Regions from separate parts of the Mus musculus genome. Here regions 2, 3, 4, 5, 6 and 7 are each linked to region 1. A link is a contact called in public Hi-C, promoter capture Hi-C and targeted proximity ligation data. All regions are on one chromosome and are shown on one strand. The core of a region is the stretch at or near the end of the contact, and the rest is flanking DNA. Distances in the headings are between cores, read along the strand shown.

Region 1 (3,541 bases), core at 674-3,173:
GACCTCAACACTTGTTCATATGTGAACGCCTTCCACCTTTTTCTAGGCATGTTTAACTAGAACCACCAGAGCTAGTTGACCAGGGTCCTACTAAGCTCCTAAAGCCAGTTCCCTAGAGCAGATGGTTTTACAGCCACGTTGGTGTGCTGCGTGGCCTACAGCTAAGAGGAACGCCCCCACACTCATCCGTGAGGCCTTGAACTCCAGCAAAGACCACACCTCTCTCCTAAGGCTTCAGGCATGAGACCAAATAAGTCACATGGGAACAGATCAGCACTGAATCACGTTCCTTAGGAAAGCTAACTAGTCAAGAAGTTAATCCACCATCCATTCCTTCATCAGTCTCCCCTGCAGCCTGAAGCAGTTTTATTTTAAACCTCTCAGGGGACTCTTAGCCAAATTTAAAACCACCTTGGCAAGCCCTGAAAAGTAGCCGCCATCCAGTTAAATGAGTCCTTAGTCATCCTAAAACGATTCACGCAGAGTGCGGCTCCCCTCCCAGGCCGACCCCTCCGTTGCAACCCCACCAGGGAATGGGATAAAAGCTGCGCCATTTGACTACCCTACCCCCCAGCGTCTCCCCAGGTGGGGCGACCCCGCAGCGGCGGGGTACGGAGTCCCGGGGGCGGGGCGGGTAAGGGAGGGGCGGGCCGGCTCCAGGCCGAGCCACGCAAGCCACTTGCTCAGAGCGGCGGTTGGGGGGGTGGGGGTGGGTTCGGGTGGCTCCTAAAGGTTGGAGCCAAGTAAGGAGAGAGTGCAGGAGTTAAGCAGCATCTTCTCCAAAATGTTTGCAGCCTCTAGGCCGAGTGCGGTGTCCTGGGCGCCCAGGAATGCTGGCCGGCCAAAGGTTAGCTAAAGCCCGAAGCGGGGGAGAGGCGACGCCGCTAACCTGTATGCACTCTGTAATGGGCTTTAAGATGGGAGGATTTTCCATAGACTTTCCCACAGCCACTGTAGGGGCACTTGTGCCTCTTTTCGGAGGCGTGTTTCCCCTTCGAAGCCACTCCAGAGTGGAGGAGGGAGAGTGGGCTGGGCGCGCTGCCAGAATCCTGTCTCTCCTCCGGGCTGTGGGAAGGACTCGACCCAGATTCGGTGGTCACGTCGCTGTCGGATCCTATATCCTCATCGGGACTCTCCAGACTGTCGCTGCACACCGAGGGGGTCTGGATGGGTCGGTATTTGTTGAGGTCCAACAAGCTCTTGGCGATAGTGACCAGCGTGCAATAATCCTTCCAGGTGTCCCCCGGGTCACCGTGTTCCTTGGTCACCTCGCGCTCAGGTAGTCGCAGCCGCTCGGCTTCCGGAGCGCCCCCGTGCTCCGGCACGGCGGCGCGGTTGGAGATGGAAACCAGACACTGGGCAGCCACGAAGTCCATGTAGGCGGCCGCGGACATGGTGCGGGCGACGGCAGCCCGGGCGGTGCGGCCAAACTTGAAGGTGGCTGCGGAGCTTCGGCTAGCCCTGCCCTGGCCTCGGACGACGAGCGCGGTGCGGCGCGGCCGAGGGGGCGGGGGCGCGGGAGCTTGCGACTCGCGGGAGCGCCGAGGCGACCTCAGCCCCTCATCTTTACGTAACCGGCAGCGCCTCCGCACGCAGCAGCCGCGGCCGGCTCCGCCGCTGTCGCCGCCGCCCTGCCCGGCGCCCCGCGCGATCCCACGATGGGCGCGCCCTCCTCGGAGAGATGCCACACGTGGCGGTCGCAAGTTTATTCGACTGCAAACGTGTCGGAGTCCCAGAGAAAGCCAACTGCGAGCCAGGCGCACGTCCTCGACCGCCTCTCCGCCGAGCTGACGCCCCGGGGCATCAGCCGAGTACGCGGACGAGGGGGGCCGGGGCTGAGTGGGGCTCCGCGCCTACGAGACACTTCTTCCCGCGTCCGCCGACGGCCGCTGAGCCCCTGGTCCTGCCGCGCCGCGCCTCTCCGGCATTCTCCAGCTCAGTAACAATTTCGCAGAATCCCATCACGTCACAATCCAGGCCCCCTCCAATTGGCCAGTGGGGAGGGTGATTCAACTCTGTTTACTTTCTCCCCCTGCCAGTCAGAAGGGCCCTTCGGTGGAGAGGTGCGTCTAGAACTACGGCGCGCGGCCAATCCGACCGTTCCGTTCCGCCGCCGCGTGCTGCCCCTCCAGCCCCGAACGCTGACATTTAAAAGGGAAACTGCTCGGAGCCCGGCAACCAGCGGCTGCGCATCCCCGCAGATGCCGCCCAGACCGCGCGCGCGCCTACGCCTCCCGGCCCACGTGCCAGCTGGCGTGGCTTGGGAACGCTTCTCCCCTAGGCAGTTACGCCCATCCCTAGGGACGAAACAGAACTTCAACTTCGGGTTCCCAGCCCTCAAACAGTTAAGTGACTTCCTGCAAACGCTACAGTCCCAGCAACCAGGCTTCCAATCAAAAGTAAGTTGGTTGATGTCACTGGCATTGGCTCAGCCAATCAGAAGGGCGTTCCAAAAGGAAGCGCCCGACACTTGTAAACCTGCGGAGCAGAAGTGAATCGGACAGATCTTTTCATATTTGTGTTGCTGGTGCTAACTCTAAAATATAGATGGAAGGACGGGGTGCTTAATAAACTAAGTGTGAGTCAAATTTTAAACCCTCGATATGGCAGGCCACGTTGTCCAAGGACAGACTCGGATGAGACAGCATCAATTCGTTCTTGTTTGGAATGCAGCACTTAGATGTTTAAAAGTTCTTTCACCCCACACATTAACCAAGAGAAATTCATCTAAAATTTTTCACAGCTAACAAAAGATCCGGTTCCGTATTAAATGGTTCTTACACAAAAGCACCGCCATCTTGGCATTTTGCTAAACCTCCTACTTCCTTGGGCGCCTTTGACTCTAAATTCGCTCTGTCTTGAAGCTATCTTAACCCATAAACTGAGACCAATAAGACATTGCATTTGCATAACTTGAAAAAATCCTTTTCTTTGTAGGGACTCCTCCCTGTTCCTGCTGGGCAAGCCTTTCCTTCCTCTTGCTTCACAATTGTAGAGAACAAGACTGGTCTACCTTATCAGGTAGACGACCGCAGAACTCAAAAAAAAAAAAAAAAAAAAAAAAAAAAAGCACAGGGTTCCCGATTCCTGACTCTGCTTTAGAGGAGCCACCCCTGTGAAATATTAACTGTGTTAAATAGTCCTGAGAACTGGAATCATCCAGAGAGCCTTAACAACTGAATCTTGTGGCTTTACTTGGTCAACAATTAGTGTGGGGTTGGGAGTCTGATGAACTCAGTGTGCTTCTTCCTGAGATGAGTGCTGGGTTGTTTTCCATCATGATAGCTAAGGATCTACAGCAGGGCATACAGTCAACACTGCGGGTTTACAATCCCTCCATTGCCTGGCGGTGGTGGTGCACGCCTTTGATCCCAGCACTCGGGAGGCAGAGGCAGGCGGATTTCTGAGTTCGAGGCCAGCCTGGTCTACAGAGTGAGTTCCAGGACAGCCAGGGCTACACAGAGAAACCCTGTCTCGAACCCCCCCCCAAAAAAAATCCCTCCATTTATCCTGAGTATGAAAGGCACTTTTTCTCTATGAG
Region 2 (3,541 bases), core at 495-2,994, 890 kb before region 1:
GACCTTCTAATGTGTAGATCTGGTAGATTAAGACCCCCTATGGATTTTTACTTGTCTTTGCTACTTTGTGTTTCTACATAGAGATAACACCTAAAAGCTTTGGGCATTTGAAGTCTTTTAGGAAGATCCTTAAGTATAAAAATACGGAGAAGCAGAAAGACCCTAAGTGTAACCATATAGATTATCAGAGTAACCCTTGCTGTGTAATTAGCACTGGCATTGAAAAGTAGATTGTCACCCACACCTCCCCCAACCTCATCCTACTCATAAATATCCCCAAGGGAAAGCGGGTATCCTGACTTCTAATGCAAACATTCTTAGACACAAGGAATGCATTTTTAATGGCATGGTTCAGGTGTCAGGCTCTGGCCAATAGAATAAATAGATTTATTTAGCTGAGAGAATGTCTGAACACTCAAGTAGACACACTGTATTGCAGGGTGTCATCCAGCCTTAAGAATTAAATACTTTTAAGCTTGTGTTTAAAATAAAAGTTATAATCACAGCACTGAAGGGATGAAACTCGTCTTCACCTGCAATTTAAGAGCATCTATTGTAGGTTTTGTTCTTAAGTACACGGGACATCAGATTTTCAGTGTTCATTTAAAAACAAAACAAAAGCCAAACTACACCCTGCCCCCAACCTTGACATTTATTCCTGGGAGCAGTCAGAAAAGAAGTCACAGGTACTATTAAACATGGTGGTTTAATGATTTTAAAAGTGTGTATGTAAACACCCGCACATGTCTAATACATCACATTGTGGGACATAATGTTCAGCATCAATACAGCCTTCGCAAGCAGAACACACGGCCAAACCTGCTTTTCTCTTTTTACTCAACAGGAGGGCATTAGATTCCTTCACCTTTCCAATAAGCCAAGCTTTCAAGGGCTACAACTGGCTGCAAACCGACACTGCTCTTGTCCTTACCTGGAAAAGAAGTTCATGATCACCCTCTTACCTATGATACATGAGCCGTCTAGACATTCTATTAGGGGAAACTTTTGTGCAAAGGCGAATAATTGCTTTTTTTCCCCTCAAAGTTCGATACATATATTATAAATTACCAAGGCAGATTAAGATTTCATTAGACCATTTCCTGCGAAGTTTGGGAGCCTGTGTTCTATCATGTGATGCCAATTAGCTCCCGGTCAAAGCTAAAAGGATGGAGCTTGTGACCCCTGCCAACTGCACAGGGCCGCCCTGGGCTCTTCCATTGTGATTGCTGACTAGTGTCTCCCAAGGTAACCTGGCCTGGCCACTATTGTTCCCACTCTGGTGCTGGGAAAGCACTCTGTTCCCTCCCGGCAGAGCTGCACCGACAGAGCCGGGAACTCTCCATAGAAGCCATAGATGCAGATTGCATTCCCGGGCGGTAACGTCCAGTGAGTGTCCTCTTTCCGGGCTAGGACCTTTTCCCGTCGGGTCGCCCACAGCCCCTCCTCCGGGCGTGGTGGAGGAGGAGAACCACAAGGGACTCCTTTCCTATTTAAAGGTTGCCAGCTCAAGGGACCTGGGTCCACCACGGGTCCCTTGGCGCCGCGGTTGCAGACAGACTCTGACAACGGTTGAGCCGCTAGCTGCATGGTTCCCGCCGTCCCTGGACACTTTTCCCGGTGACCCCAAGGCAACGGCGCACTTGTCACCGTGGGTGACCGAGAGGGGACGGCGGGGGGCGGGCCCCGCGGGGCACGTGGGCGCGGCCGGCGCTGGCCGCGGCAGCAAGTGGTTGGGCCGTGCGCAGTCCGTCCTGCGCGGCGCCGGCGCGGGTGCCCGGTGCGCGGCGCCCTCCGCTCGGCTGCGCCGCCCGCCCGCCGCGCGCCCATGTCTCTGCCGGTGGTGCTCCCGGGCTCCTGCTGCCCGGTGGCGGGGCTGTCGGGCGGACCTCAGGCCGGGGGTCCTGGCGCCGCCACCGCCGCCGCCGCTCAGGAGCCGCCGCTGCCCCCGCTGCGGCCGCGCTGGCCCCGGGGTGCTCTGCAGCCTCCAGCCCGGCCCCGCTGCGCCCCCGCCGCCGTGCTGGCCCCGCCGCCGGCGCTCGCGTCCCGCCGCCCCGCCGCGCCAGGCTCCGCGCTGCTGCCCGCGCGCCCGCTGCTGTCGCTCGGGCTCCTGCAGCTGATCCTGGGCTGCTGCATGGTGGCGCTCAGCTTCGGGGCGCTGTCGCTGAGCAGCTCGCCGCAGGTGAAGAACTCGTGCCCATTCTGGGCTGGCTCCTCGGTGAGTACCGAGAGTACCTCTCTGCGGGGCCCACCCTCGCGGCAGTGTGTTGTGGACGGTCCCTTCCATTGTTTTTGTTTGACCTCTATTGGGGGAGCGGGGACCCTAAAGCCACCTGAAGTGTAGGCGACAATAAGTGGGGGTGGGGTGTGGGAGGTTAGTGTCGGGAGACAGTCAAGTTGAAGGGAGAATTGGATTGCACCTGGCCAGTGTCTGTCCCTTACACGTTAAGGATTTTGTTTCCGTCAAGTTAACATTAAGCACGGTATCAAGCTCCTGAGAGACTCACATGAGGATGGGCGAAAAAGAATTTGAAACTTTTTGTGGCCACTGAATACTGCATTGGCAAAGCAAACTCCGGGAGGACAGGGGTTTTGATAGGTTTTCCTCACTGACACATCAACAGTACCCGTACAGGGTGGGGTACTTCTGGAATGGACAGAGTGACAGAGTGAAGGGGGGAGGGTTGGTTGACTTGTTTTTATTCTTCATTAAGACAAGGATAAATGAAAGATTATCTGGAGTTGGATGACTGAACCCTGAGGAGCTCCGAGGTAATAGGAGGTTGCCTGTGACTGATGACTTATACCTGGTCATTAAAGAAGGGCTCAGACCCTGGGTGGGTTCCTGGAGTCACCAAAGCTGCTCTGCAGAAGTGGATGCTCAAGAAACAGAACCTGTCATTACGGATGCACACCCCAGAACTCCAGAAGTTGGCGCAGCTAGCTGGGGATGTCTGTCCTACCCTGGCGCCTGGCCCCGCCTCCTTGGCCAATGGGGCATAGGGAAGCCCGGCCTCTGAGAAAAGTGGTTGCCAGTGAGCAAGCATTTGTAGACTGGATGGATGGCTACTCATCCCTGCCTCCGAACGGTGTCACAACTTTTAAGGCATCCATAACCCCTTGAGGTTTGCCAGGGGCCTGGAGACTTGGAAGCAGGTCCTTGTGCAAGGACTGTGGAGGATGAGAACGGCAAATGACCTTTCTATAAAAGCCCTACAGTGTCTATAGCTTTTTCTATGATCTTCAGTGAGCCCACAGTTTGTGCTCTACTGGTTAAAACATACCCAGAGTCAAGACCAATTTTTTTTTTTATTAAAGTACGAGAACATATTGAACCTAGTGTAATTGTTCAAGTGGGAACATTAAGAACATAACGTTTTTCTGGCCTAACCCAGAATTTTGTAGTACCTGGTATCAATCTCTACTTCCTCTAAAGACCTTTGCTAAATGGTTCTGTTGGGACCTCAATCCTATTGTGCTATAGAAAGTGAAGTCCAGAACTTAAGTATTAGGTAAAGAGAGTTCCACTCTATTGTTCTGACCC
Region 3 (3,541 bases), core at 366-2,865, 830 kb before region 1:
ATAGGTTGAGAACCACTGAATTAGAGGACCAAATAGCTTTCTCTCCATAGATTAAAAAAGTAAAAGGTGCCCTAAACTGAAGCCACTTTGGTAAAAGACCAAACTGGGCGTACATGGAGTCCATTTGGGCCTTGGGTTTCTCATCATTAAATGGAAGGGTTGGGCTAGGTAGTCTCCACCCCTGCGTCCCCAGAGAAGTAGAATTTCCTCCCAGCCAGAACTTCCTCTTTACCCATTTGAGAGCTGTTGTTACCGCTTGGCTGTTAATTCATTCTCCTGGGTCAGTGGAGTGGATGCTGTAGATGGTCTACCATAGTGCCTTGTGTTACCTGTTCTGAAACAGTGGCTTCCACTTGATTGTCCTGTGAGGCTTGGTGGCAGTGAGACTCCTGATTCTTTCCCACTGACAAAGTCACACACCATAGTGACATGACAGTTCAGCTTTCCACAGATCCTCCCTCGTCAGGCCTATCTGGGTGAGAACTATTCTATAGCACTGTAGTTTTGAGAAGTGAAGTGCTACTGTCCCGTGTTTAAGGTTATAGGACTCATTAAAGACAGGTCTGTAGAGCGTTCACACATAAAGTGTCCTGCTTCTTTACGCTGATTAGCCACGGGGTTAGCAGAGCTACCTGAAGCATCATTGCTTTTAATTAGCATTTTATAAATCTGATCCAGAACAGTGGTTCTGTGTCGGTTCTACCTGCTTCTTGTTAAAACTCCCCAGCTTGGAGCTGGGGAGATGGCTCAGTGGGTAAAATGTTTGCTGTGTAGGCATGAGGACCAAGAGCAGATTCTCAGTACCTATATAAAAACAAGGCACCGTGGCACCAGCCTGCAACTCTGGTGGATCCTGGTGGCTCCCAGTCTAACCATTGTGGCTAGCATCAATTGCAGTGAGAGACTCTCTCTAAAAACTAAGGTGGAGAGTGATAGAGGAAGATACTGAATGCAACTCCGAGACTACACATTCACACCCAATCGAGTGTACTGCATACAATAAGATCCACCAATGGTTGCAAGAGGGCGGGTCAAAAGGCCAGCGCTAGTGAGGCTAACATCTTCCCTTCTCCTCTTCTTTTCCCAAAGATAATGGCCCCGTCACAGCCCAGCACATCCCAGGCCCAGGAGTTGAGCTGGAGGAGACAGCCCGGCCTGCTGCACCTGCGCAGCTGTGGAGATCTAAGCACCTTCTCTCTGACAGCAAGGCCGAGAGCCGAGAGGAGGCCCCAGCAGCGAGCGGAGGCTGAGCGGCCACACAGCCTTATTGGTGTCATTCGAGAGACTGTCCTGTGAACTGAGTGACATGGAAGGATGTCCCTCCTCAGTGCTGTTTACTGTCTGGGAGCCAGGGGCACCCCTCCCCCTCCCCCCACTGGGAACCCCTCAACCGGGTTCCTGGGGTGGGCACTTATTCCTGTTCTTTGGCTCCCTTTTTTTGCTGACGAGGGCACTCAGGTGAACTCGGGTGAAGTACGTTCTTCCTGGCCCTTCCAGTCTGTGTGTTCCTGGTTGGAGAAGAAGGCAGGGAGGGCTCCTTTGTCTGCTGGGTCTCACAGTATCCCCAAGGGGTGCACACTGGGTGAGCAGAAAGCAGGCTCCCTAGCCTTTGCCTGCCTCACCCCTCATGGCTCTTGTTGTTGCCAAGTTCATTCCCTTGCTGTAAGGGGAGAGCTGCCGGGCTATTTATAGCAGCCTGCCGCCTCTGGCTGCTCAGTGAGAGGAATTGGCAGGAGACATGATGGTTAACACCATGTGACTCCAGTCTTCCAGCCTCCTTTAGGTTACCCTCAATCCCTTCCTCTTTAGGAAAAGCAGCAGACCAGCTAAGCGGTGTTTTGTTTTCTTTTCTTTTGTTTTGTTTTTAAATGAAGGACGTTAAGGGTGAGCACTATGGTTGAGTCCATTCCTTCATGCTTGCAAACTAGAAGACAGAACAGAGAATAAAGCGCTGGCGTTGGAAAGTCTGGACTCCATGTGTAGTGTTTGTGTGATCTCAAATGACCAGGCCTTAACTCATGGAGGGTGAATTTTGGGCTGTGGTGGCCAGGGTGCCCCTCTAGGCCACCAAACTAAGTTCATTTCCACAGTTCCAGAGCCCCATAGATAACAATGCATCAGGCAAATCCTGGGCTGAATTTAACAGGTTAGCCTGAATGGCTCTGTGGACCTGCATTCTAGTGGGGTATAAAGAGAAAGTCAGTAAAGCAATTACTGATAGTACTGATGCTAAGAAGTAAGGGGGTGGTCAGGGAGGGCTTCTCTGAGGAAACGACATTTGATCTTGACCTTGACTTTGAGGACCAGGGGAGACTATTCGAGACAGAGACAGAGGCCAGGCATACTAGTGATCACAGAATCGTTTTTGAAGGAGAGGTGGACGGAAGCCTGGCTAGCTGCAACCTATGTTAACGGTGAGATACCACGGAAATTTCTAACACAAACAAGATAAACTTAATCCTATTTCGAAATGATCACTGTGCTGGTGGGAAAGTGGTTAATTTAAATGGGAGAGGAGGCAAGGAAATGGACTAAGGCTGCCTGGGGCGGTGAGCGCTGGTTTTATTGGGCCCCGCCTTAGTACTATGATGAGGGTATTAAATTCTCATCTGGTGCTCATCACAGCCTATTTAGTGGGAGCTGCTATTTTCTCCATTTTATAGGATAATGATATTTCACAACTTGTCCAAGATCACACAGAAACCAAGGGGTAGAGCTGACATTCACACCCAAGTGGCCAGACTCGGGAACCTCTCTGTGTCCAGCTTCTCAGGTGGTAGTATTTGTGTTCCCGGTTGCGGAGCATCCTGCATCGTTCATGGGACCATAGCCTCCCCTGACTCTATCAACCATTCATATTAGAGTGGCCTCAGGGGTCACTGAGCTGTCCTGGAAAGTGGGCTTTGGAAACGTTGAGAAACGAAGGGCCGTGAGCAAGCTGGGTCTGGCTGAGTGCCTGAGTGAGGTGCATTAGGGGCCTCCTTCCCCAAGGGCGGTTTCTGTTGTTACCACCTCCGCTCCATCCTGAATGAGAGACACCTCTTCTGGCCTCTCTAAAAGTCCTCATTGTCACCATGTAGCTTTGCACCACAGCCTGGGCTGCTGCCCAAGGTCAAACCTGCTTTCTCTGTGAGTCACTGTGTATCACAAACCTCTGCTCTCACCGCTGGTCACTCACAGGGTAGACTGCCCAGGAACCGGGTCGGTCTTGCCACGTCCCTTGGCATTCTCTTCAGCCGCCTTTTTCAGGGGGAGGGCTAGGAATTCTCAGCCTACCAAGGGCTTCTCCCCATAGTTTGTAAGAGAAAGTACTGGCCACATCTCTGTGTGTGGCTAGACTTTTCATACCCTCTGCCCATAGCTGCAGCTCTTTCCAATCTCTTTCCCGACTCCCTTGCTGGTTGCCTTGGACCACTGAGTGTATAGCATGCCTTGAAGGCTCAGGGCAGATGGCTGGGTATCAGAAGTGTGAACCTTTGAGGCATGGTACAGAGATGCCCCCGTGTGTCCTGAGGACAGGGTGGTTGACAGACATAAGCCA
Region 4 (3,541 bases), core at 515-3,014, 820 kb before region 1:
TTCCCCTCAATTACTCTGCAGCTTATTTTTTGAGACAGGGCTCCTCAATGACCCTAGAGCTCATAGATTCAGCTAGACTGCTAGCCAACAAGCCCGAGGGATCCTCTCTCTTCACATCCCCAATGCTGGAAATAGACTTTTTACCTAGTGCCAGGGACAGAACCCAGGTCCATTATGCTTATGTGGCAAGCACCTTATTGGCTAAGTCTTCTCCCTCAGCCACCTTAGTTGTTTTTAAGTGAGAGGTTTAGTAACCAATGTAAAATACACAATTAACCCTCAGGGCTCACACAGTCTGCAGAGTCTTTAAAGAAGGGATCACTTCGTATCAGGGGACCGAAACCCTAGGAGTGCATTTGCATTCAACATTGGAGGAAGGTTATGTTTTCTGCGTGCCTTAACGTCTTGTTCATTAACAAAATTAACCAACCACTTTGCTTCCTATAGGTGATGTGTTTATAAAAAAAAGATAAAGAGAAGGGGGATTTGTTCTATGGGGGGGTGGTGGTGAGGTATGGGGCAAGCAGGGTGTCTCAACGGGCTCATGCCAAGGCATCCCTTCCCCCTGGGGGACCAGTCACAGGACAGTAGAGTATAGTATAGAATAGAGTTTATTCAGGGCGTGGGAAGGAGAGTTAAGAGGGCAGCAGAGGCAGAGAGCAAGAGTAGAGGAGTAGAGGGCCCCCATGAGCACGTGGAGAGAGGGGGGAGGGGGAGGGGACAGAGGAGGGAGCAAGAAGGCAAGAGACAAAGAGGGCAAGAGACCAAGAGAGGGAGGAGTGGGGCAAGCAGCCCCTTTGATAGTGGGTCAGGCCCACTTGACTGTTGCCAGGTAACTGTGGGGAGGCGCATACCTGGCTATTGCCAGTTAACTGTGGGGTGGAGTTTAGACAGAATGCTAATAATAGGTCCTCCTGCGCTAACAGTTTTTTGACGTCCCTTTCAGCTGCAAACATTGTTAGTACTAGACACACAGGCCTCACAAGATGAACGCGCTCAATGAGGTCAAGTGACCGAAGAGCAGATAAAGTAGGACTTTTAGAAGAGTAAACCTGGACACTATGCCCCTCCTTAGATTTGGGAACAAAACACCCATGGAAGGAGTTACAGAGACGGAGTTTGGAGCTGAGATGAAAGGATGGACCATGTAGAGACTGCCATAGCCAGGGATCCACCCCATAATCAGCATCCAAACGCTGACACCATTGCATACACTAGCAAGATTTTATTGAAAGGACGCAGATGTAGCTGTCTCTTGTGAGACTATGCCGGGGCCCAGCAAACACAGAAGTGGATGCTCACAGTCAGCTAATGGATGGATCATAGGGCTCCCAATGGAGGAGCTAGAGAAAGTAGCCAAGGAGCTAAAGGGATCTGCAACCCTATAGGTGGAACAACATTATGAGCTAACCAGTACCCCGGAGCTCTTGACTCTAGCTGCATATATATCAAAAGATGGCCTAGTCGGCCATCACTGGAAAGAGAGGCCCATTGGACTTGCAAACTTTATATGCCCCAGTACAGGGGAATACCAGGGCCAAAAAGGGGGAGTGGGTGGGCAGGGGAGTGGGGGTGGGTGGATATGGGGGACTTTTGGTATAGCATTGGAAATGTAAATGAGTTAAATACCTAATAAAAAATGGAAAAAAAAAAAAAAAAAGAGTAAACCTAGCGATTCTGCAAGCCTCGCGGTGGCTTGGGGGCAGTGCTGGGTGAAGGGGTGGAGCTTCCCAGGGGCGGGACTTGATGCGGGGCGGGGCTTGCCCAACTAAAGCTAGCGGCTCAGAACAGGCTCATTCAGGTTCCCTCTGGTGAGCCTCCAGTTGTGGAGCCTTGTCTTTTGAGCAAATACAGAGATCAGGAAGGTAGCTCCTGCTTCTCTCCCTGTCGGGTAAGGAAACCGAAGTATCTCCTTTGTCTTTAAGACCCCACTAAAGAACGTGGTGCTACCCAGCTTAGGTGGCCCCTTTCCCTAGCGATGAGGGTGAGTGTTGTGGAGGATAGCTCAGCTGGCAGCGAGGAAGAGAGAGGGCCAATGCGAGGCTGGGCCTCTTGGTGAGGAGGGTGCAGCCCGGGCCATGGAGATTCTCTTTGTAGGATTAGCCTGCCAGGGCCTCTGTGTGTGTGTGTGTGTGTGTGTGTGTGTGTGTGTGTGTGTATCTCATGCAACTCCGGTCAATAGCATAGGTAGGCCAGGTGAGCCAGGAAGAGTGGTCTGTGACCTTTACAAGAGAACGAACTTGTGTCATCTCACACGAGGGAGAGAGGGGGATGAGGGGGGAAAGAAGACTAGCAGGAAGCAGATTCCTGTTGTAGCTCTCATCCTTATCTCAGTTCTCAGACGGAGGAGCGCCTGTGTTGTTTCTTCAGAGGTGACTGGGTAGAGTGTTTTTAACACTGGTGACGGGCAGGGGGAGGATCCAGCATAGGCAGGGCCACTGGGGCAGTAACTGATTTCTTAAACCTTAGGGTCTTGGGCTATAAAGGAGAAGCGGCCTTTGCCTCCTGCAGGTGTTGTAGAGATTAAACTATCTATAGCACTTTGATAGGGATCTGGCCCAGATGCCTTGGCCTAGAACCAGCTGAGACTCATCGTTTGTACGTGTTAAATCTATCTCTCCACTCGACCTAGCAGGCTGCGATGGGGCACTCTGCTCTATGTGATGGGAGAAGAGGCTCTGCCAGGGTTTAGATTTAGTCGACCCCCAAAGTGGAAGTAAGGAAGCTTTGGGCTGGTATTGCGGGCCTCCGGTATGGCTGGGTGGAGGAGGAGACTAAAGAGCCACAGCGGAGTGAAGGTGATCTGGCCAGGGCACACCTACCTCCAGGAGGGGACAGTCTTGGAGGAATGCGATTGGCTGTTGAGTTACTTCCTTCTAGAGCAGGTGGTTAAAAAGCGAGGACACCCATGGGCTTGGCCGCTTCTGCAGGCCACTGGCTCGCTTTCTGCTTTTCCACAGGGGCCTCTGGACAGGACAGTGGTATGAGGCTGCTCGGATCTTCTAGAATTGTGAGTCAAGTGATTTTCTTTTGAAGTGATTGTCCATCTTTGTTCTCATAATTTAAAAAATGACATTAATATATTATTATTATTATTATTATTATTATTATTATTATTATTAACTGAAATTCTCAGAAAAAAAGACTCTACCAGGCTGACTGACTGATTACAACTTTGTGTTTGTGGAGAGCTGAGATGTTAACAGAGCCCAGATCAAACTATGTTGGGGTTCTTTTTAGCTTTCCTTACTAGCAATCTATGGCACCCATCTCTGTGTCTGGCCTAGATCCTTGGGACTGTCCCATGAACCCTTTTAGGATTTAACACATCACCGCTTTCTACCAATGCTAAGGAACGCGTCAGATTCCGCCCATGCATTTGAAAAGTGCGTGGATCTATAGTTCTCATTTGTTCTATAATTATGAAGACTCCATGAAACTGTTACCACATTGATCCTGGCATTTGATAGCTGCATTCCTAGGTTATGATAGCTCACATCTGGTTCTAAAGCAGTGATTCTCAACTTTCCTAAGGCTGTGA
Region 5 (3,541 bases), core at 706-3,205, 690 kb after region 1:
TCAATTTTAAAGGATGACAGAGTTCTTCTAAAAATAAGTCATCTATCTCAAATACAAACTTCTCTCCTGGCTTTGTGAAGTGTATATTAATAACAGTTTCTATTTTTAAAAATGAGCACTAATTAATAATACATTGAGAATGCATTAATAATATATACATATAACTGTTAAGATGAGTTAAAAAGCATCACTTTGGGGTCAAGCCAGTGAACAGCATTAACTGAAAAGGTAGTTCTTATTACACATGGGCTCACAAAACTTCACTTTTTTAGTCATAGTGAATTTGCCAAAACATTCTTTTCCCTAGTCTTGATTGACTACTAAATCTGGAGGGAAATTCACATTCATTTGTTAATCCTCTGGCCTCATTCTTTTTCACGCTTCATTACACATGTTGCTCCAATACAGCAAAAACACCCATAAGTGTAGAAATTTCAACCACTCCCTATGCCCTCAAATGTTCTCCTTTCCAAATATCCCTTAGGAAGCAAGTCATTGCCATGACAACCATAAGATGAGGTTTGAAGGGCACTTGGGGGCACACTTTGTGAAAGTTAATACCAGTTTGTGTTTAACAGGGTCAGGGAAACTCAGACAATGGGTCATATTTGGTAACGAGACACCACTTAGCTATTTAGAATTATCTGATCTGTCCACATCAAACCTAACCAGAATACCACCTCCCCCCCCCCCCCCAAAAAAAAAGGAGTGATTTATTCAGGGCTAATCCATCATTCCTCTGTTGCAGCCAGTTCCCTCTATGGTCACTAGTAATTAAATCAGAAGATCATATATAATAGGAAAAGGAGAATTAAGGACTTGTCTTGCCTGGCAAACTTTAATGTGGAACATTCCGTTATGCTCTCCCACCCCCACCCCCAAAGGTTAGCACGTTTTTCTTTTCTAAGCAATATTTCTCCTCCACGCCTTCACACTTTGTGTCCTTCCCTGTCAGGCAGAGGATGAAGGTAGATTCCCAAGGAGTTGTGAGGACTTTTTCAGCATCTTTAATACATTTGCTTCCAGAAACAGGAGCACTGTGGACACAACTAGCAACTGCAGCTCAGGTGTAGTAGGAATCTTTTGTGTAACTCAGAGCTAGATACGGCTTCCTTCCACGGATGCGAAACAATACTTTTCCACACTGACTCCAGTCCAGTGACCAAGAGATAGAAATGACCGTGCCTTTAAAAAGTCACTATGGGATAAGGTCCATTCTTCCTTTGTCTCTACCTGACTGACCACCTAGCCAGGGAGCTTTTAAAATAAGGAGGAGAATCCTTTGTTCTCTCAGGTTCCATTTAAGGGAAAGTGGGTCGAAGGGCTTCCCCAGGGAAAGAAAATGAGCTCTGGAGCCAAATGCAGAAGAGGAAGCGATTTCATGCCCACTATTATTCTCATCCTTCCAAATAAGAGAATCCATTGTTTGGCGGACTAATGGTTAAGAAAGGTGGGGATGCGCACAGGTAGCCCCATCCCTGAGACCGTATCTAATTCCCTAGTGTGGCTCAGGCTATCCTCCAGGCTGCGTGGGGGTGGGGGTGGGGTAGGGGTGTTGGGAACTCTCTCTAGCCATGGGTAATACAAGCCAGAACTGCATGCATTCTCACGCCCCAGAACTGGCGTCCCAGCCCAAGTGCGAAGTTGGGCGTTTCAACCTGAAAAGCAGAGTAAGAGCCATTCAAAGCAGCAAGTTACAGTACCTTGAGAAGTCTGACAGATGGGAGAAAGGCTGCGTGGCATAGCTTCCGGATGGTCCAATTTAGGGGTCGAGAAGCATCAGTCTGATTCATGACCCCTTCCAAATTCCACCGGGAAGACAAGAAACTGCAAATCTGGGCAGTGCCTAGAAAATAAACGGTCCCCCACGGCCCTGGCATCCCATGGTCATCTCCACACCTGCAAATTCCATTAGGGCAGAGGCTTCCTGGAACTTGGGAGTCTAGTCAAGTGGCGTTTCCTGAGCCCCTGAACCTTCTTAAGAAAGCCACCTCCCCTCTTCCTGCAGCCGTGCTCATGCATACCAAATGTGGCCGAATGGAGGCACGCTGCCTGCTGCTTCGGGGAGGGGGATGCTTGATTTCGAAGGAGAGGGACAGCCTGCACAAAACAGCCTGTGGTCGGAGTCAGAGGAGCCTGCTCCAGAATGCGCGCTCCCTCTCCTGCTCTCCTTCTGCAAACACAGGTCAGGCGTTGGGGGGGAACCCGGGCCATTTGCTTTGCTCTCTTGTTTTGGGGGGGAGCCAGGAGGAGAGCAAAAAGGAACAAAAATGAACCCAGAAGGAGAACTTATACTTTTTTGCACAAAGCATCTTTGAGGGGCTGGAAACTGGCGCAGGGGGAGGGGCTAGGACACCGGGAGGGAGAAGGGATGCCTCTGAATGATAAGATAAATGCTTCCTTTTTGATTTGTGTGACATAATAAATTGAGAGCTATCGTAGAATGGATCTATAGTAAAAGGAGATCCCTGCTGTGTTCTGAAGTCTTTTATTAACTATGATTGACAGTCTGCACCCTGATTGATACAAGCAAGCCCCATGTAGATGATAGATGGTCAGAGGCTTAGTCAAACTCGCACATACACACACAGGGAACAAGGAGTTACTCCTGTCACAGAAAGCTGTGCAAAAGAAGACGTTTGTGGCTTACCCTTTCAACAATAGTTGTTTCTATATTGGGGGATATTCCCACAAGATAGACCTTCTCTGCAACAAACTTTAACCCTTAAAGTGCCCTACAGGGTACTGTCCACAAAAAATGGTTTCCTTGAGTGTCCCCCTCTTCTCAATAATTTTTGAAGGAGGCTTTACAAAAGTGTGGCTCCATTGGAGCCAACAGTTTTTAAAGCTCCCATGGTGAAAGGGAACATGAGGGAACTTTTCCATTTAAAGGCAGAATTTGGCCAGTTTCACTTAAAGCAGGGAAGCTCAGGAGGGCTGGGTTAGGGCTGGGGGTGGCCCTTTCACACCTCTTATTTGAACTACCCACTCTCCCCAGACATTAAAGTTTAGTAGTATCACTGACAAAAGACTCTGCCCAGGAGACTCCCCACACCCTTGCCCTTCAAGTGTTTCTGGGGTACTTAAAATTTCCACCTTATTTCCTTTCCAGTGACTGTAGAGATTTTTCATTTTTAATTAACTAGAAGAAATGGGTAACAGACCCCTCCCCTTTCCACTCCTGAGACTACTGTGTATTCTGGGATAAAATCCAGAGGGGTTAGAGCAGATGTGCTATAAGCCTGCCTTTTAGGATCAAGAACAAAGAATGTAACAATACCTGACACCTGCATCACTGCGCCATTTCCTAAAGTGCTCCAGAGTCAGAGATGCTGAGTACTGCAGAACCACTGACTTGAACATTAAAAAAAAAAAAAAAAAATCCTGCATCGGATTAGTCTCTATTAAAGTAGTGTCAATGTAACAGGGTTCACATATGATTCATTTCCTGTCACCATCCTATGTCCACAGTGGGGAGAAGGACATTTTGAAGTGTTGGCAGCTGGGATGTCAGGCACGGTGCTGGGCACTTTTCATCATG
Region 6 (3,541 bases), core at 513-3,012, 620 kb before region 1:
GCAGGTGAATCCAATCATATGACATCAGTAAAGTACTGGGCTATTATCATAAAGGTGCATTCACTCCTATGGATATTGCAGGAGAAATACAGACTCCAGGGAACCAGGCGGCAGTGGACACGCATACGGATATGCCATCTCTAGTGCTTTCCCTCTCTACGCAACCCTATCTTTATTACGCAGAGAAATTTAAGCATCTATAGACTCTGCGTGCTTTTTCTCTGTCTTGGTTCCTAGACATCATTGGAGAGCCAAACATTTGCCAAATTTCCTACGAGTGAGCTGTCCTGGGAAGGAAATCGGGGACTTCACTGACTGGAGATCTTATATCCATGGGTCTCGGGAAATTTCAGTTCCTAAATGGACCTTCTAACCATTGTGAAAGCCGGGAGAGTGGCTGTCACTAGCATCCCATTTCCCACGGAAAAACACCCAAGAGAATGCATGTTGGGGCACTCTTTTTTTTTTCCTTGTTTTTTTTTTTTTTACTTCCCTTTCAATCTTGTTCTTGTATTTTTAAAGCCCCCACCTTCTTTACACACCTCAAGAGTTTATTCTAAAAGAATCATTGCAAAGACTATCCAATCTTCAGCTAGAAGGTTTTCAGTACTTATATATGGAAGGGAGTCTGGTGATAAAAGTTGTGGGAACGGGAGAGGAAGATGACCATTAAACACCCTCTTCTTGGGGTTAGACAAGAGATAAACAATAGAAATTGCAGAGTCAGGCAGTCAATGAGAGGCTGTGAAGTGCCAAAGAAAGCGCCCTTCAGAGCCAGGGACACCAGCTGTCTCAAAAGGTGTAACCATTATCCTGGTTTGCTGCCATGTGCCTCAAAGCAACCGCTCACTTCCACATCCCCGTGTTAGGACGTTAGGGAAAGGGGAAGCGAGAATCCGTACACCCAGCCACCCAAGAACAGTAGCAGAACAGAAACTGTTCTTAGACTTGCAGGGTCAAAATAACCAATACTGTCCCACAGTGTTAGCTGGCGGCATCAAGTCAGGAAAAGCAGATCGCTGGATGTGGGGCGCAGTTTTGAGAGCGTGGATCCAATTGCACGCTAAACACTCACTCTTACACGGGATTTTACAAACCCGGCCTTACCCTACTGCCTCCCCTCCACACTTCACACACCAAGTGCATCCTGCCCACCTCACGGTTTCCATCATCAGTCAGCCAGAGAGGAGGGATCCTAGCGGGGATTCCTGGAAATGTCATCTCCCCCTACACTTCGGATCTGCCACCTCCATCCCCTCTGCTATCACACACACACACACACACACACACACACACACACTCCTTCCGTGACTGTCATCAGGCCCGCTCTTCCCAAAGCCGGGTATCTCAGCGCGCACCGGACGCCTGGCATCTCTCTAGTACACACCCTTCCCCCGCCTCGCTAGCTCCAAGCACTGCCTCCCTGGATGTCGCCTGCCGTCCCTGTTCATCCGCACTATTGTTCCACGCTTCACCCCTAGCTCCCGGGATCATCCCTCCAAAAGGACCCGAGCTCCGTCCGGGGCGTCGGGCGCCCGGCACTCACCCAGCCCGCCCTGGCGGTGGTACCTTGCCTGACAGCTGGGTCCGCGGGCCCGCGGGAGCAGGCGGCGCTAGTGACAGCGACCGTGCCAAGCCTGGGAATAAAGCTGCTCTCCAGCTGCTCCCGCCTCCAGCGCCACCATCTTCCCCCGCCGCCACCGGGACCGCAGCCGCCCGCGCCCCGCTCCTCCGGCTCTAGCTCGGCAGCCGCTCGGGCCCCTCCGGCCGCGGCCCCACCCCCTGCTCGCCGCCCGCTCGCCCTCGTGACGCGCGCCGGGGCCGGGCGGCTGCGACTGACGGCGGGGGGAGCGCGCGCACGCCGCGTGCAGCAGCGCCCCTGCCTCCCACGCCCACCCGCGTGCGCGCGCGCGGCGCGGGCCCGACGCGACAGTCCAGCTCGGGCGCGCGTGAGCGTGCGAGGGGTCCACAGCCGTCGCCGTAGCTGTGCGCGAGTCCCTCCCTCTCGTGGCCGAGAGCCTGGAATGGACTACGTGGCTGCCTCCCGCGGGGACACAGGGGGACCTCCACGGTCCTCTGTCCCAGGTCCCTAACGCTCATCCCCGGCCCCGTCTCTGCGAATGGGCTCTGGTCACGCTTAGGACACACTGCCGCGTGGACGGCTGCCCGTGTCCTCTTGCTTAGTGACACGCAGTTTTCCCGCTTCCCGGGCCTGAAAGCCAAGAAAAAGCTTGGAGCTTGCAATGCGGCGCTGCGCTCCTCGAGTGGCCGCGAGGGGGCGCCCGCGTGAGCTTGAGAGGAACAAGCTGGGCGTCTGTCTGGCCGCCCACTGGGGGCGCTGCCCAACCCGCCCCACCCAGAAAGCGTCTGGAAGGCGGGGTCGGGAAATGGTCCACTTGGTTTCTCGATGCCCGTTGCTAGGAGCTTAAAAGAGTCTTCCAGACGTGCAGAGGCAATTCGCCTGGTATATGATTAGGTTCTCTGGAGGGTGGGGACCCTGAGCACTAGGGACCAGGTAGCAGGTGTTGTGACTTAATGAAAAGGTGGACTGGCCCCTGGGCGGCGGCGGGGTGGGAGTGGAGGGGCGAGGGCGGGGCTGGGTTCAGGCGCCTGGGTTCAGGCGCCAGCTCCATCTGTAATAGGCGATTCCATAGCTACATCCTCCCCCCTCTTTGGGACAGAGTTCTCAATTTAAAAATTAAGGGTCATATTCCCCCGAAACCTTATAATTTTCAAGTCCGTCTTAGTATGCATATTCTCATCTAGTGAAATGAAGACAAGCCTTCCTTATCTGACCTAGGGAGAGATAAATCTATCATTATACAGTATTTCCATATTAAGCACAGTATCTCCAGAAATATCTACGGGTGTAGCCCGAGGCATCCTAGAATTCTTGTTTAGCCTTAAAATTCACATGAATTTCTGCATTCTACTTCGTAATTAGTTTCTTGGCTTTGACAAAGAAAAGTATAGCTTCTCCTGTCCCCCCAGTATCTTTTCATAAAACTTAAACATATACTAGAAATAAGGGCCATTGTTGTTTTTCTTGTGACAGTCATTCCCTATTCATCTTGTCAGTAAAACTACCCTCTCTGGTGAAAGCCAGATAGGGTCCTCGTCCCTCCAGAATTCATAGCACCCTGGGAAAACTACACATCAGAGAACAACTGTGAACTTTCCAACTGCCAAGGTGCAGGGGTATCTGATGTTCCCTGGACTGCCTGAGGAAAAAGCCTTTCCAGGAGACCAGTTAGAGGAAGGAAAGGTATCAGAGCCCCCTAGGCAGGACTGAAGCCCAGATGCCTTAAGCAGGCAGGCAGCAGCCATAACGTTGACTTCTTCAGGCACACACACACACACACACACACTGGAGAGTGATGAGAGTTGAGATTGATCCAGCAAGACCAGGGTGGGGTTCACAATGCTGTTCCTGAAGCGCTCCCAAGGCAGCTCCCCGGGAGGTGGGGGTGGGGCTCTCAGAGTCCAGGGCAGGACTAATTTACTCTGTGTGTCTGGTGAGCGAGCGAGCTTGTAGGTTCGG
Region 7 (3,541 bases), core at 658-3,157, 590 kb after region 1:
TTTGGGTTATAAAAGTGTTCTATGTCAATCCTGCTTTCTGTCTGTGTACTCTATACACTTTGCTCTGCTGGTATATCCGCAACACTATCTTTTGTGAGATGGCATTTGTATCACTTTCACCATTGTTTAATCATTCTGTTTTCAGAGCAATTCTAGAGTCACACAAAGCTGAGATGTGGCAGAGATTCTCCATCTGTTTATCCTGTCCCTATACACACAGGGTTCATTCCACTACCTATGTCTCCCACCACAGTGAACACTTGTGACATCTTATGAATCTATAATCATTCAATGTCGTCACACGAATCTGTAGTTTTTCCTAGTGATTGCTGTTGGTATTTGTGTTTTACACAGGTAAAGACAGGTAATATCAGCCATTGCAGCTTAGCATGCCAGGCGGTGGTGGCACACACCTTTAATCCCAGCACTCGGGAGGCAGAGGCAGGCGGATTTCTGAGTTCGAGGCCAGCTTGGTCTACAGAGTGAGTTCCAGAACAGCCAGGGCTACACAGAGAAACCCTATCTTGAAAAACAAACAAACAAACAAACAAAAAACAAAAACAAAAACAAACCAAAAGACAAAAACAAACAAACAAAAAAACCCTCAAAAAACCAAAAAACCAAAACCACTTCAATGACCTAAAAATTCTCTGCTCTGCCCTTTCCTTCCTTCCTGCTGTCTCCCAGTTTGAGTTTGTTCCTTCTGCAGCTTCTGACTGTTCACTTTCCTATATGGATACGTTACATACCATTGAACCTAAGATTCTAGCACTTGGGAACACACATTGTACTATTATAGTTTCAAGTTTCTAGACCTGACCACTTTACCTTTGAAAGCAATACTTTTCCTTTTCTTCCTAGTCAACCCGGGCAAGTTTGCTCAGTACGACCACCGTTTCCATTCTTGCTGTGGTTTGCATCACACCCTTTTGAGGCAGCCACCATCTCCCTTAGGCTTCTGGTCCCATTCAAACTCCCTTCGAGATGGTCTTTCCATTTTCTTTTAATGATAGCTTCCTTTCCGGGATGGGTTACACAGGGAAGACACTCAGGCAAGATGAGAAAGAGAACATGCCCACCCCAGCAGAACCTCTCTAGAGATCAAGAATTAGGAAAGCGGAGACCTGGTAATTGGCTATCCATCACACCTGAAGTACTATGCAGGTGTGCTGTCCCTTGAATTAATTGTTCCAAGCTGTTGAATATTGTCTCTGGACACCAACTTTCCCTTTCTAAATCCTCCAGGCAATCAATAGCTCATTTCAGATTGTAGCATTCTAAGACTTTAGCAGTACAGGGCACTTTTTTTTTTTTTTTTTTTTTTGAAAATGATCAGAAATGACAGGCAGTAATAGTATTGCCCTGGGTGCCTGGGTGAATCTATGCTTCTCAAATATAAAAGAGTAAAGGGCTCAGTAGGAAACCTGAGGGGGAAGCTAAAGACTGGAAACCCCGTGCAATTAGCTCTCCAAGAAGGAGGCTTCTGGAGAACACTTGGCTGCCACAAGTCATATCATGGGTTCGGTTCGGTGTGCTTTAATTGCCCGTTATTTTCAGCATGGTGGCATTTTAAGGCTTTTTTGTTCCCTAACAGAAGATTGGTTAAATACAGCCATTGACTCATGTGTTGATCCAGGGCTATTTTTACCCTTCGGCACCTTGCATTGTCATTTCAGAAGGTGCAACAGTTTCTGGGCAGTCCTCCCACAGACATCTAATCTATCCACGTGGGGAGCACGGGAGCACGTGGACCTCCTAGCAAGATGCCCCAGCAGGAGTCCCTGTGGGCTGGGGAAAAACTGCAGCATGCAGGGCATTTTCAAAGTCAGAGCCCTCTGTAGAGAGACGGGGGCTTTGTGCCAAGACCTTTTCATATACTGAAAGCCCGATGTTTCAGATCTCATTTATCCCAAGAAAGCTGTCAGGAATGGCCCCTGCAGAGAGAGCTGACCCAAATTGTGACTTCTTTCAGGCCAGGGAGGCCCCTCCAGGACAAACAGGAAGCCATCACTCAGCATAATGTATTCCCACTGGGAACAAGCAAACAGCCTTCTGTTCAAAGCAAGGCTCCCAAGCCCCGGAAGTTGGTTTTGGCTCAATGTGACCCTAAAATCAAGTCAGACGGAATGAGTTTATTAATTCAGAGCCTGAAGATTTGGCTGGGCTGAATATTCAGGCTGAAATGTTGAATTCCACCTCAGTTTAGTCATTCTTTTTGTTTGTTTGTTTGTTTGTTTGTTGTTGTTTTTTCGTTAGCCATTTTGAAGGACTACTAAGATTTGGAAAGAAAATACCAATGTTGGGTTCAGGTTCATCCCCAGATATAAAAGTAATTCCCCCAGCATATGGTTTCGAGTGAAAGATACGTTTTAAAGCATGTACACACAGCAGAATGAAATTTTTTCTTACTTTTATTGGGATCTAGAGAAATTCAGATTTTTTCTTTGTAATTTATTTGCCTCTCCTTTGTCGGTTAGCACCCCAAATGTGTCTAGCCTGATTACCTTTGGAGCCAATTAAACAGGGTTTGCTATTTAAATAAGAATCACCGACAGACAGACAGGGAACAGCTCCAGACTTTGAATTCATTAAGATGTTTCGATGCTTGTAGCTGTTACAAGAAGCCAGCAACGCAATGCGCATCTGCTTTCTAGTCAGCAGGGTCACCTCAGTCTGAGAGGTGACATGTGGTAGTTTTGCTATTTTTTTTTCCATTAGTGTTCACAGAATAAACATATTCTCAGAATCAAATAAGTGGCTCTGTCCTCCAACCCATCGTTCTTGGCAGGTCTGTAGACGGAACGGATAATACGATGCAGTTGCTTCTATAAGCAGTGGCAGCTCGAGAACAGTCAAATACCCTTCTTTATTGAAAAGACTTCAAGGGATTCAGAATACAAACAGGGTCATTTTCAAATATCAAGGGTCAGATTTCCTCAATTCTAGCTAACGGCTTTGCATTGATTGTATCAGGTGTCGGGTTGGTGTAGAAGAGGCTTAAACGGTGTTACGTGGGAGGGTGCCCGAGTGGATTCTGTTTACAAGTACTTCTAGAATCCAAAGCCATTGTCAGAGTTCTCTAGTCTTGAGGACAAGAGTCCGGGCTAGGCTAAGTGATGTGGACTGGGAACCCTAGGACCTACTCAGAAGGTAGGGCTGTGCACAACGTCTGGGCTGTGTATATAACCAATTCGGCAATCATGTGCCTTCTGATTGAGTGTAGGAATGCTGGGTAGCTAATAGAGAATAGAAGTAAAGAAAGAGACATAACCCGGGACTCTCACATGAATGTCCTTCCTACCCAGGTTACCAAAACAAGTATTAGCAAAGATTGTGGGAGTGGTGATTGTTATCTAAGCACTGGGGAGGCTGAAGCAGGAGGTTCACAGATTTGAATTCAGCCTAGGCTACATTGTGAGATTCTGTCTCCAAAACCAAACCAAACCAAGCCAGATCAAACCAGACCAGACCAGACCAGACCAGACCAGACCAGACCAAACCAAACCAAACCAAACCAAACCAAACCAAACCCAAAACCCAA

The links. Promoter capture Hi-C pulls out the DNA fragments that hold promoters and counts their contacts. Hi-C and Micro-C count contacts between places; a contact is called where the count stands out from the background.
Region 2: a targeted proximity ligation map of embryonic stem cells shows a contact between it and region 1, with 4 times the contacts expected there. A contact is called at or near these places in 1 of 484 Hi-C or Micro-C datasets (embryonic stem cells) and 1 of 130 datasets of targeted methods (embryonic stem cells).
Region 3: a Hi-C map of uterus shows a contact between it and region 1, with 5 times the contacts expected there. A contact is called at or near these places in 2 of 39 promoter capture datasets (HPC-7-derived erythroid cells and hippocampal neurons), 3 of 484 Hi-C or Micro-C datasets (the HL-1 cell line, cardiomyocytes and uterus) and 2 of 130 datasets of targeted methods (astrocytes and embryonic forebrain).
Region 4: a contact with region 1 is called in a targeted proximity ligation map of embryonic stem cells, with 3 times the contacts expected there. A contact is called at or near these places in 4 of 39 promoter capture datasets (the 3T3-L1 cell line, 3T3-L1-derived adipocytes, cranial neural crest and 1 more), 3 of 484 Hi-C or Micro-C datasets (the HL-1 cell line, cardiomyocytes and embryonic stem cells) and 4 of 130 datasets of targeted methods (astrocytes, embryonic forebrain, embryonic stem cells and 1 more).
Region 5: a targeted proximity ligation map of embryonic forebrain shows a contact between it and region 1, with 2.6 times the contacts expected there. A contact is called at or near these places in 1 of 39 promoter capture datasets (hippocampal neurons), 1 of 484 Hi-C or Micro-C datasets (cerebral cortex) and 2 of 130 datasets of targeted methods (astrocytes and embryonic forebrain).
Region 6: a contact with region 1 is called in a targeted proximity ligation map of extraembryonic endoderm stem cells, with 4 times the contacts expected there. A contact is called at or near these places in 3 of 39 promoter capture datasets (the HPC-7 cell line, HPC-7-derived erythroid cells and pre-B cells), 1 of 484 Hi-C or Micro-C datasets (embryonic stem cells), 1 of 130 datasets of targeted methods (extraembryonic endoderm stem cells) and 1 of 9 other capture datasets (liver).
Region 7: a promoter capture Hi-C map of hippocampal neurons shows a contact between it and region 1, with 2.8 times the contacts expected there. A contact is called at or near these places in 8 of 39 promoter capture datasets (the 3T3-L1 cell line, the HPC-7 cell line, HPC-7-derived erythroid cells and 4 more), 2 of 484 Hi-C or Micro-C datasets (CD4 T cells and regulatory T cells) and 1 of 130 datasets of targeted methods (astrocytes).

What each region holds. Positions count from the first base shown.
Region 1 is chr19:23,139,608-23,143,148 of GRCm38.p6, reverse strand. It overlaps Klf9 (Kruppel-like factor 9), which reads right to left and starts at 1,923. Exons shown (of 2, transcript NM_010638.5): 1 at 890-1,923. The coding sequence starts at 1,394.
Region 2 is chr19:24,029,222-24,032,762 of GRCm38.p6, reverse strand. It overlaps Fam189a2 (family with sequence similarity 189, member A2), which reads left to right and starts at 1,744. Exons shown (of 11, transcript NM_001114174.1): 1 at 1,744-2,215. The coding sequence starts at 1,826.
Region 3 is chr19:23,971,180-23,974,720 of GRCm38.p6, reverse strand. Fam189a2 (family with sequence similarity 189, member A2) reads left to right here. Exons shown (of 11, transcript NM_001114174.1): 11 at 1,090-1,971. The coding sequence ends at 1,296. Among named protein-coding and RNA genes, the nearest start is that of Gm34076, 55 kb to the right of the region's middle.
Region 4 is chr19:23,955,029-23,958,569 of GRCm38.p6, reverse strand. No RefSeq gene overlaps it. Among named protein-coding and RNA genes, the nearest start is that of Gm34076, 39 kb to the right of the region's middle.
Region 5 is chr19:22,446,622-22,450,162 of GRCm38.p6, reverse strand. It overlaps Trpm3 (transient receptor potential cation channel, subfamily M, member 3), which reads right to left and starts at 1,955. Exons shown (of 26, transcript NM_001362491.1): 1 at 1,704-1,955. The coding sequence starts at 1,880. Gm27151 (predicted gene 27151) reads left to right here and starts at 1,581. Exons shown (of 3, transcript NR_168265.1): 1 at 1,581-2,185; 2 at 3,472-3,540.
Region 6 is chr19:23,757,097-23,760,637 of GRCm38.p6, reverse strand. It overlaps Apba1 (amyloid beta (A4) precursor protein binding, family A, member 1), which reads right to left and starts at 1,762. Exons shown (of 13, transcript NM_177034.3): 1 at 1,547-1,762.
Region 7 is chr19:22,552,982-22,556,522 of GRCm38.p6, reverse strand. All of the region lies in intron 1 of Trpm3 (transient receptor potential cation channel, subfamily M, member 3), which reads right to left. Among named protein-coding and RNA genes, the nearest start is that of Gm33649, 79 kb to the right of the region's middle.